Regions from separate parts of the Lactuca sativa genome. Here region 2 is linked to region 1. The links are chromatin contacts, called in public Hi-C maps. All regions are on one chromosome and are shown on one strand. The core of a region is the stretch at or near the end of the contact, and the rest is flanking DNA. Distances in the headings are between cores, read along the strand shown.

Evidence for each region. Hi-C and Micro-C count contacts between places; a contact is called where the count stands out from the background.
Region 2: a Hi-C map of leaf shows a contact between it and region 1, with 4 times the contacts expected there. The contact joins the promoter of LOC111905759 here to the promoter of LOC111915640 in region 1. A contact is called at or near these places in 2 of 4 Hi-C or Micro-C datasets (bud and leaf).

The regions. Positions count from the first base shown.
Region 1 is chr5:56,266,148-56,268,918 of Lsat_Salinas_v11, forward strand. LOC111915640 reads left to right here and starts at 1,391. Exons shown (of 6, transcript XM_023911280.3): 1 at 1,391-1,910; 2 at 2,014-2,156; 3 at 2,295-2,438; 4 at 2,625-2,771. The coding sequence starts at 1,706.
Region 2 is chr5:56,700,661-56,703,431 of Lsat_Salinas_v11, forward strand. LOC111905759 (enolase 1, chloroplastic) reads right to left here and starts at 1,390. Exons shown (of 7, transcript XM_023901501.3): 1 at 763-1,390; 2 at 280-587; 3 at 49-203. The coding sequence starts at 1,193.

The sequences.
Region 1 (2,771 bases), core at 141-2,640:
TAAACAACTAAACCACTAAAGATGACATTAACATGAATTTTTTTGTGTATGCTTTGATCTTTAATTTATTGTGGTCTAATTTGTGTAACATGAGATTCTGGATTTTTTTTTCAACTAAACAACTAAAGTAGTAAACATATACTATGATCACAATAGAATGATTTCATAAAACTAAAATTCAACATAAACATCACAAATAGACCATCAAGACAATAACAATTAAAAGGATGGCTTTTACACTAATCCAACTTAGTAACCAACTCTAAATTTATGCAGAAATAATATATTTTGGTAGATTTTCCAAAAAAATAATGTACAATGCTAGTAAAAAAAAAAAAATCCTACGGGTTTACCTCCTCATCAGCAATGACAATGAAAATATGATATGAGTCACCACTAGGGATGAGATTTAGAACCGGAAAACCGGACCGGAATCGGAACCGTTAGAACCGGAATATATAGAATCGGGTCCGGTTCCGGGTTTAAAAATTAGTTTTATCCGGGTTCCGGGTAATCCGGGTTTGGGTCCATCGGGTCCGGGTAAACCGGGTCTAGAAATCGGAACCGGTTTTTGGAACCGGAACCACTTTTAGGGCCGAAACCGGTTTTTATGAAACGTTTAAAAAATGCATATTTTATTCGTTTCAACTTCAATTGACATACGGTTTTTTCTAACATGTAGTTTAGAGTTTGTACATGATTCTAGACTATAAATTTTTCATTTTTAGTTTTATATTCATTGACTTACAGTCCTCCAAAGTCGAGATATCAAAGCTGGAAGTTTTTAGTTTTTCAGTTTTTTTGTATTCGGTGAAAGTTTTAAAACATACATATAGAATGAATAAATCCGCCACAACTAACCGGTAACCATCACTGTTCATTTATCTAAATAATGGTAAAAACATTTAGGGGGTGTTTGAGATTGCATTTTGAAGTCTAAAAATGATTTTGGAAAATAAATATTTATTGACATTATGGTTTTGATAAAATTAGTTTTTTTTTTTTAATGTTTAAATTAGTTTTTATGATTGCAAAAACATTTTAATTGTAAAATGACTAAAAAATTCATGGAAAGAATAGAGAGAAGGAAAAGATAAGGTTAGAGTGTTCATTACAGTAATATTATCATTTTCAATTTAAAAAGCCAAATTCATTAAAAAAGATAAGATTAAAAACCTCTATCTTCAAGTATGTTAAAATGTCATTTAAAAAGCATTTAAGAGCATGTCGAGCTATAATTGGACTTTTTAAAAATCTAATAAATCAATAACATATTTTGATAAAAAAAATAATCTAAAACAACCTTTAAACTTAAATAACGTGAAAAAGATTATCTAAAAAACACCCTAATCCAATTATTTTATTAGGTGAAAAATCTTGTCGAATATTTGTGATAATCTGAAAGAACACCCTAATCATCTTTATTAGTTTTTCACATCAATTTTCTTTTTTAGTTTTTCACCTAGTTAACCCTTCCCATTCAACAAGAATTGATCAATCGCCATGATTGTGTGAATTCTACTCGATTTACAATCAGCTCCAGATATCCCATGATCTGTTCTTATGTCAACACACAGAAACCCACGAACTCCTTAATATCGAAGATTCATTCCTTCCGGCAATCTTTTCGGGGAGTACAGACAGAGGGAGAGGGGTTTGCTCTTTACGGGAGAGCATCGCCATTTACCAATAACTGAGCTAGGAAATGGGGTGTTCTTTTTCAGGATTAAACGCCCTATACGACGCCGTTAACGGAGGCGCTGATGTTTGGATCAACGACAACCGCTTCAAGATCGTCCGCCAGCTCGGCGAGGGTGGTTTTGCCTACGTCTTCCTTGTTAGGGAGGCCTTCACCGACGCTTCCGGCGGTGGCGTCTCTAAGAAGTTCAAAGACCCCTCTCACATCGCCGGTAAATACAAATCCCACAATCTGAGATTCCATTTCTAGGGTTTCAAAGTATCCGCATTGCATTCGTTGATTTCGTTATAGTTACGAATTAATTTGATCCCCAGAGGATGGAACGTATGCGATGAAGAAAGTTTTGATTCAGAATAATGATCAGCTGGAGTTGGTGAAGGAAGAGATCCGTGTATCCGCCTTGTTTAGCCACCCAAATCTGCTGCCATTGTTGGATCATGCCATTATTCCAGTAAAGGTAGCTTACTTCTATACGCAATCAGATCTATGATCATATAAAATCATCGACTTTTTTCATTCACTTTATGAAAATCTGTTGAGTGTGATCGAACAAATAAAATGTTATCCATTAACATGATTCTGTTTTGTTGGACAGGCCACACCGGAACAACCTTGGACACATGAAGCATACCTGTTGTTTCCAGTTCATCTGGATGGGACTTTGTTGGACAATTCAACAACAATGAAATCTAAAAAACAATTTTTTTCTACATCTGATGTTCTTCATATTTTCCGACAGGTAACCAGCAACCGTTATGCATCTAGAATTCTCACTCTCTGTTTTTTGTAAATATAAAAAACTGTAATTTTTGTCCATTGCAATGCAAATACAGTACAATCTGTTCTGTCCTGTCCTATCCTGTCAGTACAACCTGTTCTGTCCTGTCAGGGTCTAAGGGGTCTAATTGTAGGATTTGGGTTGCAGTTGTGTGCAGGACTGAAGCATTTGCATTCTCTTGACCCTCCATACGCGCATAACGATGTGAAACCAGGAAATGTCCTTTTAACACATCGTAAAGGTCAACCACCTCTCGCTGTATTGATGGATTTTGGAAGCGCGCGTCCTGCTAAA
Region 2 (2,771 bases), core at 140-2,639, 430 kb after region 1:
TAGAAAAGGTGAATAAGGTGGAACATGGAGGGTATTAATGTCATTTACCTTTCCGGTGTAACCAGCTTTTTCAATTGCATCAATGAGCAACACGAGTCCTTCCCTGTTATCCTGAACATTGGGAGCAAATCCACCTTCATCTCCAACATTGCATGCATCTTGTCCATACTTTGCTTTGATGATTCCCTTTAGTGTGTGATAAACTGTATTCATATTCATACGTTAGAATGCTAATATACGAATAATATTGTATGACTTTTTTGGGGGGAATATGCTGACCTTCACTACCCATTTGCAGAGCTTCAGCAAACGAAGATGCACCTACTGGAAGTATCATGAATTCTTGCATTGCTAGATTATTTCCAGCATGGCTGCCTCCATTGATGACATTAAATGCTGGAACTGGCATAACAAGCTCTTTCGTTCCTGATATCTCCTGAATGTGCTTGTACAAAGGTATACCTTTTGCTCCTGCACCAGCTCGACATACACTAAGAGAAACTCCAAGGATCGCATTAGCTCCAAGTTTAGACTTGTTTGGAGTTCCATCAATCTCTAGCATGATGGCATCAAAATCAGCTTGATTCCTTGATGTAGAAAAAAATGGAGAGAAACTTCAATGATCTCAACTTTAGTAAAAGGAAGCTTAATTAGGGCTATATGTACACTGTAATTGATCATAGAATTTGCAAATTTGAGGAATTAATCGTTTTTTAGAGCTATATGTACACTGTAATGAGCATGTGAGAAATAAACTCTCACCTGACATCAACACCGATGAGCTTCGGTCCCAAAACCTCGTTGATATTCTTAACAGCATTAAGAACTCCTTTGCCACCATAGACGTTCTTATCACCGTCTCTGAGCTCCAACGCCTCGTAAATTCCAGTGGATGCTCCACTAGGGACAGCTGATCGGTAAAGATCATCAGTAACGAGATCAACCTCCACCGTCGGATTTCCCCTGCTGTCAATGATCTGCCTCGCCTTCACCGATTTGACAGTGGATGATTTAGTCGACGAAATGGACGGTGGCTGAGCAATCGTAACGGAGTTGCGAACAACGAACTGCCTACGAGATTTATGGGAGGTGTTCGGTAGGTTAACAAGCGGAGTAGTTGATGATGACGATATTGAGGGTTTGGAAGAGAAGAAGGATTTTGAGAGTGAGGTGGCGTGAGGTGCTAATGCCATTGTAAGAAGCTGGAAGTCTAGAGAAAGTGAGAGAATCGAGAAATGGTGTAAGGAAGCAGGAAGGATGGGTATATGAGTATATCAATGGAGGATGAATATGGGAAGTCCGCCGTTGGGGGCGGCGATCGCAAGAGTGTTTTTTTTAAGTCTTAACGGCTTTTGGTGTTAGTTGTTAGGTGGCGATCTTGGGTCTGAAAAGCCAAAAGCGAACCAACCTGTATAAAATACTCTCCCACTCACGTGGAAATAGTTTTATTTTTTATTAAGATTGTATCTGATTTTAGAGTAAATTACATGAATGGTCCCTATGGTTTTGGGTAATTTACGAGTTTGGTCTCTAACTTATTTTTTTAATTCAGAAAGTCTCTGCCGTTTGTTTTTGTTACGCGTTTGGTCTATGTCTTACCTAACAAGACTATTATTTAAATAGAAAAAAATAGTAGAGTAGGTAAGGTAAAATAAAGGGAGTGCAGTTGGGGGTGTCTTTATTTAAATAAATAAATAATCAAGGAAAAAATAGTTTTTTTAGGTAAGACAGGGACCAAGCGTGTAACAAAAACAAACAGTAGGGATCTTCCGAGTTAAAAAAATAAGTTAGAGACCAAACGTGCAAATTACCCTAAACCATAAGGACCATTTGTATAATTTACTCATGATTTTATTATTTAATTTTAGGAAAAACCTTAGAAAAACATATTTTCATCAAATGTTTAGAAAAAACACTATATTCTTTTATGTTAAAATCTTTATATTTTTTAAAATGTCTAATTTAAGGTTTTAAATCTAGTAAACCCTAAATAACAAAAAAAAAATGTTGTGTAATCGATTCTCAACTGGTTACAATCCATTAGATTAAAAATTTTCAAAAAAAATATAAGGGTTTTGATGTGCTAGAAGAATAATATAGTGGTTTTTTTAATGCTTAGATGAAAATAGATCGAGTTTTGCTAAGGTCAAAAAGACTTAAATAATACTTTCAGAATATATAAGGGTTTTAATGCATTAAAAAATAATATAGTGGTTTTTTTAAGCATTTGATAAAAATATGTTGGGTTTTTCTAAAGTTTTCCCTTAATTTTATATAGAAAGATTGAAAGAATACATTATTGTTTATAATTTTTTTTAATTAAAAATGTTTATCAAATTAGGATTATTATTTAGAGGGTGTTTGGGATTTCAAATTTCAAAACAACTTATTAACTTATTGGTTTTTTGAAAAGTCAATAAGTCATAAAAAGTCTTTGGCAAAACGAAAAAGACTTTTAAAAACAATTTCTCCTTAACCCTTTAAAAATGAGATTTTAAGAAGTTAGAATTTGTAATTTTTCTAAATTCCTTATGACTTTTTGAGTTGTAAAAGTCAATATTATCTTAAAATACCATTAAGTTAAGACAAACATTTTTTAAAAAAAATAGCTTATTGATTTATTAATTTTTTCCCACCACAAAAATCTAATTCAAATGTTTTTCTAAAAACTTCTTTTTTTACCACCATAAGTCAATAAGTCATTTTGTTTAAAATTCCTTTTAAAATTAAAATAAAATCCCAAACACCCTCTCAATATCATATAATTGAAA